Linked DNA regions of Sus scrofa: regions 2 and 3 are each linked to region 1. A link is a contact called in public Hi-C and HiChIP or PLAC-seq data. All regions are on one chromosome and are shown on one strand. Each heading gives the region's core, a stretch centred on a gene start, on an enhancer-like site or on the middle of the called end of the contact. The rest is flanking DNA. Distances are from core to core; before and after follow the strand shown.

Region 1 (4,251 bases), core at 890-3,389:
CTCTTTTCAACCCCTAGACCTCCTTATTCATGTGATCTAAGTTTCTTGCTTAAGAATGCAAGCTAGGAGTTCCCATGGTGGGCCAACCCCTGGTCTTGCTCAGTGGGTTAAGAATTCAGCATTGCTGGAGCTCCCATTGTGACTCAGTGGTTAACGAATCCGACTAGGAACCATGAGGTTGAGGGTTTGATCCCTGGCCTTGCTCAGTGGGTTAAGGATCCGGCATTGACGTGAGCTGTGGTGTAGGTCGCAGATGCGGCTTGGATCCTGCATAGCTGTGGCCCTGGCGTAGGCTGGTGGCTACAGTTCCAATTGGACCCCTAGCCTGGGAACCTCCATATGCCGAGGGAGAGGCCCAAGAAATGGCAAAAAGACAAAAAAAAAAATTCAGCATTGCCACAAGCTGTGGCGTGGTTTGCAGATGTGACTCGGATCTGGTGTTGCTGTGGCTGTGGCATAGGCCGGCAGCAACAGCTCCAATTAGACCCCTAGACGGGGGATCTTCATAAGCCGCAGGTGTGGCCCTAAAAGGACAAAAGACAAAAAAAAAAAAAAAAAAAAAAAGGAGAGAGAGAGAGAGAGGAACAAAAGAAAAAACATCTTCTCTTTTATGATGAATTTTATTTCTGAAAAGAAATTTATATCCATAAGTGATACACTTTTTAGTGTATTCACTGTTCTCAATTGATTATCCAAAACTGCATATTGCAGAAAAATATGATCCCTGGTCTAAATAAATGTGCCACGCCAAAGATTTCCTAATGAAAAGGGGCTTGCCTATTTACAGTTTAACAACTGTTTAGATTCATTTAAATTAGTAAGGATCATTTTCAAAGTGTGGGGTGTTTTTAATTTCAATGCAACACTCAAAGAAGCAGGTCATGAAAGGTTAGGTGGCTTTCCAATTTTAATGGAAGATGTTGCTTCTTTTGTACTGTAAGGATTAATCACAGATTTTCTAGAAGGAAAACAGTTCCTGTTGCACTGGTGGTGCATCTTAGGCAGAATTGCCAGGCATCTCAAAGGCAGGTTATTTGAGGAAACAGAGGGTGTGTGTGGGGGGTTTCGGTGGAAGCTGGGGGTGCTCCCTAAATTGCTCTGTGGTGTATCCAAGGTTCTGTCTTAGATATGGCTGGAAACTGTTCCACTCTTCCAGAGAATTCCATATAGGGGAGAGGGGAAAGTATTCTTTCATTCTTTGGGTAACTTACCTCAGGTCCCCGGGTTAGTAAGAGGAGATGGAAAAGCTACTCGGTGCTGGGGCTCACGGGTACCAGCCTGGGCTCAGGTCTCTGCTCTGTCCCTGACAGGCTGTATGACTGGGTAAGTTATTCAGACTCAGTCAATGCCAACAAATAATTTAACAATGGTAATTCTGATGATTTGGGGAAAACAGGACACGCTGATGTATTGGAATGAAAATTGTGTTTGGGATTGAAATCCACTGTCCTGACTTCACTTCATCCCCATCCAGATTCAGGCTTTTCCTGGTAATTCTTGGCTCCTCTTTCCTATTTTAGCTCTCACATTTCCCTTTCTTTTCTATTTCCTTTCCCTTCTTCCTTTCATCCCGTTCTCCTTAGGTTCCTTTCCTTTTGGGTAACGTTTTTAAAGAGAAAGTGTTTCAGCCAGTTTTATAAGTGATCTGGCAAATGGAAGATGCAACCAGGACACTTCAGGCAGCTGTCTTCTAGCCTCCGCATAAAATTAGTTCAATTTAAATAATTCACCTCCTCAACTTAAAAACAAACAAATACAACGACTTCCTTCCTTAAACACTCAGGTTTCGCCGCCTGAGGGTCGATCCTCGTGTGCACGCGGAGGAGACCCGGGTTTCCCCAGGACCCTTATCCAGGCCAGGGGGCAACAGCGCAGGTGGGCGGGGGAGGGGGGACAGAGGCGGCGGGCAGCGCCCCACCCCTCTCCCAGCCCAACATCCAGCGGCAGGGCGGTCGCCGCCCTCACACAGCCAGACTGCCTGTGATCAGGGCAGCGGGCGGCCTGGTACGGGTCGCGGGGAACCAAGACGTTGGCGAGCACCGGCTCCGCCTCCCTGGAAGGAAAGCTTTGATACTCCAGGATTTCAGGACTATTGTGGCCTTGGGGCCCCTCCCACTCAATCGGGTGTGCCTGGCTCGCCCGCCGCGCGCGCTGGTAGAGGGTGCGCGGTACAGGTCTCTTTGGAGGCACCTGCTCAGAGATGCCCTCTATGCCTCCTGTGCTGTGGACAAAGGCAATCTTGATTTGTTTGTGACGAGCACTGGGGAGGATGTTGAAATTGCGAAAGCGTATCTCCTTTTCTTCTTTCCTCTCTCCCTTCATTCCCTCCTTCCCGCCCTCTCTTTTCCTTTCCTTTCCTTTCCTTTCCTTTCCTTTCCTTTCCTTTCCTTTCCTTTCCTTTCCTTTTCTTTCCTTTCCTTTCCTTTCCTTTCCTTTCCCTTCCCTTCCCTTCCCTTCCCTTCCCTTCCCTTCCTTTCCTTTCCTTTCCTTCTTTCCCTTTCTTCTTCCTTTCCTCCCTCCTTTTCTTCCTTTCTTTCTTTCTTCTCAAAAGATTTAAGAATTTTCCCAGGGGAAGGAACTTCCTACTGGCAGGCAGCAGCCCTGAGTTAGAATTAAACCTTTGCAGGGTGACTTCAAACAAATCCTGGAATTTTGTTATTTGGGTAAAACGAGGATAATACAACACCGCAGGGTGGTTGTAAGGATTATAAAGAATACATGTGGACATACTATATGTAAAGCAGACTTGATAACTGCTACACTATGGAACCATGTGTGGACATACTATGTGAACACGTAGCAGGTGCATGTCAAGCATTACCCATTAAAATAATTTGCCTTTTGGCAAAACGATGTCTAGGAATGATACTAAGCTAGCACCTTCTAGCACTTGTGACTGATATCAATAAATTATTTTGTATGGGCCAGCATGTTCGTAATGAAACAATCACTAACAGAAGAAGAGCTAACATTTATTGAAAGCTTGTTAAGAGCAAGGCAGTTTTAAGTGCTTTACTTGTTTTGAAACTCAGTTAACTCTCACAGCTCATTTGCAGGCATGTACTCCTATCCCCATTACAGAAGAGAAAACTGAGCCACAGAGAGGTTAAGTAACTTGCCTGAGGTTACACAGCCTGCAAGAGGCAGAGCTGGGATTTGAGTACAGCAGCCTAGCCACCCAGCTGTGGTTTTAACCTCTTTGCAAACCTACCTCAATGGGATCTGAGGATTAAAATCTGGCCTATTGTAAGTTTCATTTCTAATAATCTAATTATTTTCTATTAAGTTCCTACTAGTACTTTGTCTAACACGTAGACGAAATAATATAATGTTTTTATTATCCCTTCCTAGTCAATAAATCCCACCCCTAAAGTAACCAGTGTTGTGACTTCTATTACATGACATTGTTTTGTAATAATTTTACAAAAATTTGTTTTGTGTTTTTAAATAATTTTATTGAAGTATGGTTCATTTGCCATGTTAATTTCTTCTATACAGCAAAATGATTCAGTTATATATACTTATTCATATACACTATTCCTATTCTTTTTCATTATGGTTTGTCACGGATATTGGAATAGAGTTCCCTGAGCTATACAGTAGGACCTTGCTGTTTATCCACCCTATATATAATAGTTTGCCTCTGCTAATCCCAAACTCCCAATCCTTCCCTTCCCTACCCCCCTCCACTTTGGCAACCACAAGTCTCTGTATTTGTGAGTCTGTTCTTGTTTCATAGATAAACTGGTTTGTATTGTATCCTAGATTCCACATAAAAGTGATATCATATGGTATTTTTCTTTCTCTTTCTGACTTTTCTTAGTATGATAATCTCTAGTTCCAGCCATGTTGCTGCAAATGACACTATTTCATTCTTTTTGATGGCTGTGTAATATTCTTGTATAGTTTTGTCTATTTTGATCATCATATAAGTATATCCTCTTTTGTATCTGGCTTCATTTGCTCAACAATGTGAGATTCAATCATATTTTTGTTCATTGCTCTGTAGATTTTAAAAATTACTACTTTCCATTGTTATTGCTCTATAATATTCATGGTATAAATATTCCACAATATACTTAACTACTTTACTGTTTTTTAAATTTTTTTGACTCAATGAATTTTATTACATTTATAGTTGTACAGTGATAATCACAACCAATTTTATAGCATTTCCATCCCAAGCCCCCTTCTTATCTACCTTACTGTTAATAAGAATTCTTATACATGTCCTTTGTCCAACAAATGCCC
Region 2 (4,251 bases), core at 983-3,482, 190 kb after region 1:
CTTGCTGTCTTTGATTGTGAATTGATGTCTCAGTCCATTCAGCTGTTATAACTAAACACCACAGACTAGGTGGTTTATAAACAACAGAAATTTATTTCTTACTGCTTTGGAGGCTGAGAAGCCTAGGATTAAGGTGCCAACATGGTTGTGTTCTGGTGAGGGATCACTTCCTGCCTCAAAGCTGGTAACTTTTCGCTGCATCTTGACATAGTACAAGGACTAGGGATCTCTCTGGAGCCTCTTTTATAAGGGCACTAATCACATTCATGAGAGCTTCATCTCCTAGTCCCCACCTAATTTGGGGGGATTAGAATTGTAACATATGAATTTAAGAGAACACAAACATTCAGACCATAGCACTTAAGCATCAGAGAAGGTTGTCTCTTACACTGGTGTTCCTCCGGATATTGTAGAGACAGTTACTCATCTGTCTTCCCCTGATTTAAAAGAAAAAAGAAAAGCAAAAGATGTAAGCAGGCTGACATGACTTGATGCTGTGAGATTTATTCTTGGTTTTACTTGCAAAATGAGAATTGTATATTTGGTGTTTATACACGTTTGCTGGAGACAAAATGTTTCATCTGTTATAATACATGGTGCCATGTAGTTATAGGGAACTAAATTCTTCTAAAGCTCTTTAGAACAGCTTTTCCCAGGGGGTGTTTCATTTAACAGATCTCTCTCTCATATCTATCTATCTAGCAATTGATCGATCGATTGATCGATCTATCTACAGCATTTTATACATTTACACACACACACACACACGCACACACATATATGAGAGTGAGAATATTTGCCTACTGAAGCGGTGAACAACTCAGCAATTGTAAGGATATTTGAGTTAGAGAAATACCAAGAACACTTCAAGTAGGCAGGGATGGCTGAGCTCTTCAGGCCACTGCTTAAAGGATTTAAATGACACTGATGTGGAAGTATTAAATGTTTTAAGTTAGAGTAAAAAGTGAGAATGAGAGAGTGAATCATCTGCATAAGAAGGCAAATGATCTATCTAGTTCCATGAATTTTATTTATTTCTGTTTTGGTGTGGAAAAACATTTTGGCACATTTTGCTTAAACTAAATGCCCACGTCTGTGTTAACTGAAGACTTCCTACTTTCACAATGAATAAAAGCAAGGTGGGAATGAGAATGGAGAGAAAGTGTTTTTAACAATAAATTACCCTGGGCTTGATATAAAGCCTAAATCTTTTAAGGAGTGAAATTTATTTTAAGCAATGATAAGATGGAAATACCAGTGTATTACAATGGAAGTAGGGTGTTTGCCCAAAAGAACAGTATGAAACAAAATGCCATGAAACAAAAGCAACCAAGTTAAGAACCAAATTATAGAATAATGCTTGTCTCTCTTACAAAATTTTTTCTGATCCAATTTCATATGACAATATGTATTTTCTATTTTTGGCTGTTTGGGGAGAAGGGGTCTGGTCTTTTTTCTTCCTTGAAAGAACCTGACAGGAAATGATTCTTGCCACTAACTTGCCACTAAGTCGAAGGAGGCGTATTTACATAGTTCCTCGTGATGCGACCAGGAAATCCTGTTGTAGAAAAGAGTTGCAGAAAAAGGAAGAAAAAAAAAATGTAGCCTGCTTATGTTTTCTTAAACTTCCCCTGCACTGCCCCCGCCCCCAGAGCCATTTAAAATAAAGTCTCACTTAAAAAAAACCCCATAGATGTCAGCATCAAAGATCATACTTCTGGGTCGTCTGCTTGTCTCTTGTTGATGAAAACCTAAGGTAAAGACTTCAGGTGCATCTTCCCTCATTCCTAGGTCTGTCCTGTCTCCTCAGAGACAGTTGAATCACCATGTGCAGGAGAAGACATTCCAGCTTTGCAGGTTTCTAATCTCCTGTTTGACATGCCATCAGGTCTCCCGCTGACGTCTGTGAGCTGTGCCTCAAAGACAGAAAGGATCGGGCTCTGTGATCTCTCTTCTGAATGACAGCGACGCTGCCTGCCAGGAGGGGGCTGTCACTTCAGATTCCACAGCAACTTGAGCAGCTGCAGCTGCTGCCTGAGGGAAAACCAGATGCACCAATATTTTGAATGTGCTGTCAGGTTTGCTAGGAATGTACAGACTTGTTGCAGTTGTTTTGCAGGATTCTGGTATTTGAAATCTGTCACAAAGCCAATTCCAATTGAGGTAATAATATGATAACTCTGAGACTAGGCGCCATGTACTAAATTTTACTTGAGGGTTCACACGTTCTTACCGACAAGTTCTACGAACCCCATGTTATAAATAGGGAAAGTCCCCAGCACGTCTCAGGACACATCGTAAATCAGTTCTATAATTGGTAATGTGGTGTCATATCTATTCTCCAGGAACTTTCAACCATTCTTGTACTATGTATAATGTATTCTTTTATCCTGGAAAGGATGGGGGCCGTTTATTTCCACCTGGGAGTGAAGAATTATCAAGTTAAAATCAAGGGCTCTAAACAAATTTTATTTGGAATGAAGCATTATTATTGTAATTCAGAGACAGAATTTATATTTTATATATTCGTGTGTGATCATTATTGGATATTCAAATGGCACTCTTTCTCAAATTCCCATTCTTTGTCAAGAAGGCAGACTTTGTACTCTTCTGATCAGATTTTCTCTTTCTATAGCCGTTTTCCCCAATTTGCTCTTTTTGTCACTTTAGAAAGTGTGAGCATGCCAATTTAAGATTATCTCACAGAGTTCACAGTTTTAAAAGCCGTATTTCTTCCTTGATCTTCCTTGACTATCTTGATTCTCAACCTAAAATGAAAATTTGATCCTTTTGGAACTTAATTGAATGCTTTGATCATTAGGGATTTTCACTAGGCAAAAAGCACAAGCAGGAGAGGCTAACATCTTAATGTGATGAACTTCCACTGCAGAAGATTATACCTCTGAGGAAGAAGACATGCCCTATTGCACAAGCAGGGCTGTGGTTTGCCTTGTTTATTCTGTGTCTCTGGCATATAGAACAGTGCTTGGCATAAAGTAATGATGATATACTGTTTATTGAAGGAAAGCATGAATGAATGAATAAGCAATTGAATAAATCAAAGACTCTCAGGAGGAGCCTTTGATGTTGTTATGGGGAGAAAAAAGGAAGAAGACTGCAAAAACTCTTCTAACATTTCTTCTCCTTGCCTTTAATAACATAAATGTATATTGGATGCAGTAGAGGGGCTAAGAGAAGGTCTCTGCCCTCAAGCCATCTTCATAGCAGCTACTGATTCCAGTGGCAGCTTTCAGGTCCTCAGTCCTTCTAATGTCCAAGATATACACTGTAACCAAGTAAATGTTCCTGTATGCTGTTCCCAAGATTTAGAAAACAGGAACTTTGTGGTTTGCATCATCATTTTTTTGAGGCTTCCTTCAGCTCTAATTCCTTCCACATATTTAGTGTTCTATTAGTATTATTGTTGAACTGAACTTTTAAATTTCAAAAGCATATCTTAAAGACAGTTTCATATTTCCAGATAATAAATAGCTTTTTCATTACTTTTTGCTAAATAGAGATGCTTAGAGCATTCCAAAAAGTTTCTTAATCACTGAACTTCTTTGGCATGGACATTCATCATGTTCCCCCCACTTGCATACTTACTTTGTCTCTCTACATACTTGCCTTGTGTCTTTTTCTGACTTTCAGTTTTCTCCTGTATAAATTGTGGATAATATTTACCTTTTGAAGAGTTAATAATATTCAAGACACCCCATATAAAAACACTGAAAATTTCTGCATATTTTAAGTATTCTTCTCAAAATTGCCAATTAGCAGCATCAGATAGGATTATTAATATGGTCCTTAGGTGACACAGACATTAGCAATGAATAATACCTTGACTATATTCTCAAGTAGCCACAGATCCAGCAGTTAAGTAAATGAATCATAATGCAACTGGATGATAATAAGTGAAAAAAGTACTTAGGAACATGGTGATTAACTTCATCATGGATACACCGGGAAGATTTTATATAGAGAATGGAATTTTGATTTCAGTCTTGATGAATGACTGTAAGTGTACCAAGCCAAGAGAATTAAGAGGGTCATTTTAGGCTGTAGATGTTCATAAAATAGAAGTTCAGAGGGACCAGAACCTTCAGTGCGGGTTCAGCCAGAGTGGAGGTGGGAGGGAGGTGGTGAAGAAGTAGGGAAAGTTTGTTGAGACAGATGTGAAGGAACTTGTAAGGGAAGCCAAGGAATTCGATTTAATTTTTTGTAATTAAATCGATGTTTTGGAAAATTAAC
Region 3 (4,251 bases), core at 627-3,126, 130 kb after region 1:
AGGGCATTCCAGATTGTGCAAAACACTGGCAGAAACATAACAGACTGAAAACTGCTGGAAGGAAGCATTCACCACCAGTGAAGGAAAGTCGGCCTGTTACACTCTTAAACTTTCCAAGAAAAAAAACAAGCTTTCAAATAAGGAGCTGAGGAAGAACGTTTCACCAGTGCTTGTTTTGCTAAGCCTCTTAGCCTTACTTTGCTTTGCTCTTTCTGTTTTGTTCCCTCTTAAAGAAATAAAGCCCGCTGAAAAAGTACTTCAACTTCCCTGTGGAAAAAGAAACTGAAAAGTGGACCAGAGCCAGGAATAAATAAATTAAAAACGCTTTTCCTGGACTAACTAAATGGAGCAAAATTTCAAATTCAGGTATCATTCCTTGCAACACTTCTCTCCACCAACTCAACATATGTTTATTTTCTGCCCACTATTTGAGGTTCTGGAATACCAGGCCTCAAAAGCACTCTCATTGCCCTCTTCCTCCTGCAAGGTCTTGCTGGCAATCTAATAAAAGAAATAAGCAGAGGGCAATTCAAGTGTACCACCTGGTTCTACGGTTGCTGATCAAAGCCTGAAGTTCACGCAGAATTAAATTCCGGTCACCTTAACCAGTGAAGACAAACACACTTAAATATTCTAAGGACAACAACAGAGAAGTGAGAAACTGACAGAGGTCCTCTGTAAGGGCATTCATCACCTCCTCCCGCGAGCAGAGCAGGGAGCTGGCGAGCTGGCCATCCTGGCCAGTGCTCTGGAATGCTGAATGGGGAACAGAGGAAGGATAGAGGTGCTGAGCTTACCTGGGAACTCAGGTAGACTTTGAGGCACTCCTCGCACACGGCCTTCTTGCAGCAGGGCAAGGGCTTGATGGGCTTGTCTTCCAGGCACACCCGGCACATCAGCACCATAAGGGGCGCATAGGGATCCCCGACCCCACCCAGGCCAGAGTAGGGTGGAGCTCCCAGCAAGCTGGGCACGGAGAATGGCTCGGGCGCCAGGTAGAACTCCAGCTCGATGCTGCCGCCGTCGGGAGACAGGGGGTCCGTTGGGAGAGACAGCGGGGGGCTAGGGAAGGAGGAGGGGGTGCTGGGAGGGTTGATCACTGGAGGAGCCCGAGGTGGCGACGACGCGGTCAGCGAAAGCCGCTCCGCCGAGGGGACCTCGGGCAGGTCGTTCTCCACGCAGAAAACAGAGCAGAAGACTTGTCTCTTGGCGGGAGGCGGGCGCCGCTGCCCTAGCACGTCCAGGACCAGTCCGTCCGGGACCCCGACGCGGGTCCGGGGCTCGGACTCCTCGCCCGGGGGCGCCTCCTGCTGTTCATCCCCTCCCTCGTTTCGGCTCCTCGCTTCCTCCTCCTCCTTGGCCAGCTGCTGTTGCAAAGCCTGGGGGTTGAGGGGCCCGGTGAGGGCCAGTCCCGAGGGTTGACCCGGCGCGTGGCTTTTCCTCCAGCTCGGAGTTCCCCGGCTCCTCTCTGGCTCCGGGGCGCTCGTATCCGCGCAGCCCGAGTTGCTTCCGCAGCTGCGGCCGCTCAGCTCCGCGGAGGCGGTGCGCGGCCCGGGCGCCCCGGCGCTGTCCCCCGGCGGCCTCGGGGGCTCGGGATGGCCCGCGGCGCCACTAGCGGGAGTCCGCGCCTCCCGGGGCCCGCCGCCGCCGCTCACCGTGCTCTGCTCCTCGCCCATCGCCGCCCGCGGCCCGAGCCGCCGCTGCCCATCCAGCCGCCGGGACCCCTACCCGGCGCCGGCGGGCAGCGGGGGCAGAGGCTCGGCTCGACTCGCGGCTCCGCTTCTGCTTCCGGGTCCCTCCTCCGGGGCTGGGACGCCCCGAGCTCCCTCCGGGGAGCCCGTGCTCCCGGGCAGCGGCGCGCAGGGAGCCCGGCCCGGCCCGCGGCTCCTCCTCCTCGTCCTCCCGCGCGGCGGGGCACCGCCTCGGGGGCGCCGAGGGCCGCTCGCTCCGGCAACCGGCGCGCCCTCCCCACATGCAGGTCGGGGCGGTGCCGCGGCCCCCGGGAGCCCCGGGCGGGACAGAAGGGTCTGAGGGGAGGCGGCCGTCAGTCCCGCGCCATCGCCGGACCCCGCTGCAAACCGGGCGGCCGGAGGGCGGTGGTCCAAGGGTCCAGGGGCCTGTGGCGCCGCCGCGGCGCGCACCCGGAGGGGCAGCCGGAGCGCGAGCCAGCCGCCGCGGCCCCTGGGGGAGAGGCCGGAGCGCGCGACCTCCTTCTCCCGCTCCTCGTGCTTCACCTAGAGCACTCTTCGCCGCCCCTCACCCCACCCCTTTGGCGCACACCTCCCCACACGTACACACGCGCGCGGGCACCGCGCACTCACTCACGCACACCCCGAGTGGGTGTGATCTCAGAGCCGGGATGCGCTCTCGCGCCCGGAGTTCACACTGGGCCTCGACCAAAACCTCCAGAGCAGGCAAGCTGCCCTTTGGGCTACGCTGTGAGTAGAAACTTCCTACAAAACTCTTTACTGAAAGCTGGAACTAGAAAACACTGGCTACTTGAGGGCTTTGGTGTCGCGTGTTCCTCTTGAGTTCGTCTCATTTTAAATCCTCCGAAGAGGGAGTTCAGAGAAATAACGCTAGGAATTATTAATTCAAAACGCGGTATATATAGTTTTCTGTTTAATGAAGTAGGAAGGATGTTTGAAAGCCACAAATACGCCAAAAAGCACTCTTAACCTACTCCTCCAACTGGAAGCCTTATGAAAGCTGATAAATAACGAATTTAAGATGTATCCCTTTCCCTCCTTGTCACAGTTCTCTTAGGAACTTTTTTAACCCCTTGAATATTCCAAAATTTGTAGCATAAGGTAGTAAGATGGTCTGGCCTAGTTAATAAACTGGATCATTGGTGGAAATCATGAAAAGTTTCATTAGCATAACCATATTTACCCCAAAACTGTTTCCAAGACAACAATTATATTTGAGCCAGAACTTAATTATGTGTTGATCTATCTTTATTTTCCAGGAAGTATTAGTCACCCAGACTGGTGCATTTTAGTTCCCTAAAGCCAATGAAAACATTTTTGGGAAGCCAACCTTTTACTTTTTCCCCCATCTTGAGAGGGAATTCAATTTACGCATTAATGTAATAGGAAGGAGCTGTGAAGTGTGTCAAAATTGTCCTCTTGAAGTTGTTATTGGTTGTTCTAAAATATTGTTCGGATACAAATGATAGAAAGGTGACTAGCTACACAGTACTAAGAAAGCAGGATGACACTAAAGAGCATTTCCGTCGTGTGTCTGATGGCTCCGTAAAGGGACGAATCGAATCAATGGGTCTAAATGCCATCTCATTTATCAGTCTGACCCAAGAATGAAGAATTTTTATTTGGAAGATTGAATGCTATTTAGGGATTTTTTTTTTCCATCTTGGATAATTGATTTCCTAGTAAATGCTGTTTTCTCCCAATCCTAGTGTTTATTGTTTTAAAGACAGGGGACAAGAAGCCCACATGTATGTGTCTTTTGTGTATGCCATCTGATAACTACTTTTCTTTTTTTTAAGGTTTTTATTTTTTCTATTATAGTTGATTTACAATGTTATGTCAATTTCCGCTGTACAGCAGTGACCCAGTCATATATATATATACACATTCTTTTTCTCACGTTATCCTCCATCATGTTCCATCACAAGTGACTAGATATAATAATGAATAGATATTATTATATAATAATAATAATAGATACTTTCTATTCTTACTAGAGGGATATAAAAGCAGTCCATGGTTTTGGGGTGACAGTATGCTGAGAGTAAGACCAAAGTAACAAACATGAATATAAAGAAGTGTATCTCCACAGGGTCTATAGGAATCAAACCTCTCAAGGTCCTCCCATAGTTCTGGGTCTTGCTCCCTGCCCACCCCGTCACAGGTGTTCCAAGAACTTGTTCTTGCAGTGCCCACATTTGTTCCTTATCCCTCAGGTCCAAGTCACTCGCTTTGGCTTTCCTTGAAACTGAACCTAGTCGACCCTGGAATTGCTGAAGGCTTTGGGTAGTTCTGCCACTCTTTTCCTTGTCATGACTTCCTTCTGATGGGATTCCTCTGGGCTTTGTGAAAATAGAACCATGGCATCTCCACCTTTCAGACAGACTCAGACTTATCTCAATCCTGGGCCCAGCACCCTTGGTGATCTGGGACATGAGTAGCATGAAGTTAAAGTGCAAAGTTTAGTGGTGACCCTACCATTAATTTCCCCTGAAATGAAACATATGAAGCGCCTGTGATAATTGTACTGTTAGGAGTCATT

The links. Hi-C and Micro-C count contacts between places; a contact is called where the count stands out from the background. HiChIP or PLAC-seq counts read pairs in DNA pulled down with a chosen protein or histone mark.
Region 2: a Hi-C map of retroperitoneal adipose tissue shows a contact between it and region 1, with 2.6 times the contacts expected there. The contact joins two enhancer-like sites. A contact is called at or near these places in 33 of 47 Hi-C or Micro-C datasets (adipocytes, adipose tissue, alveolar macrophages and 18 more) and 2 of 2 datasets of contacts at active chromatin or transcription factors (alveolar macrophages and skeletal muscle).
Region 3: an H3K27ac HiChIP or PLAC-seq map of alveolar macrophages shows a contact between it and region 1. The contact joins the promoter of LOC110256655 here to the enhancer-like site in region 1. A contact is called at or near these places in 18 of 47 Hi-C or Micro-C datasets (adipocytes, alveolar macrophages, embryonic fibroblasts and 10 more) and 2 of 2 datasets of contacts at active chromatin or transcription factors (alveolar macrophages and skeletal muscle).

The regions. Positions count from the first base shown.
Region 1 is chr1:37,779,397-37,783,647 of Sscrofa11.1, forward strand. No RefSeq gene overlaps it. Among named protein-coding and RNA genes, the nearest start is that of TPD52L1, 20 kb to the left of the region's middle. Within about 2 kb of position 2,140, at least 22 of the 83 cell types and tissues checked have an H3K27ac peak or open chromatin away from gene starts, as enhancers often do. A contact at or near this core is called in alveolar macrophages, omental adipose tissue, retroperitoneal adipose tissue and 1 more, where this site is marked.
Region 2 is chr1:37,967,374-37,971,624 of Sscrofa11.1, forward strand. No RefSeq gene overlaps it. Among named protein-coding and RNA genes, the nearest start is that of RNF217, 57 kb to the left of the region's middle. Within about 2 kb of position 2,233, at least 24 of the 83 cell types and tissues checked have an H3K27ac peak or open chromatin away from gene starts, as enhancers often do. A contact at or near this core is called in alveolar macrophages, omental adipose tissue and retroperitoneal adipose tissue, where this site is marked.
Region 3 is chr1:37,910,343-37,914,593 of Sscrofa11.1, forward strand. LOC110256655 reads left to right here and starts at 1,877. Exons shown (of 3, transcript XM_021072815.1): 1 at 1,877-2,438. The coding sequence starts at 1,973. RNF217 (probable E3 ubiquitin-protein ligase RNF217) reads right to left here and starts at 1,780. Exons shown (of 6, transcript XM_021072754.1): 1 at 798-1,780. The coding sequence starts at 1,676.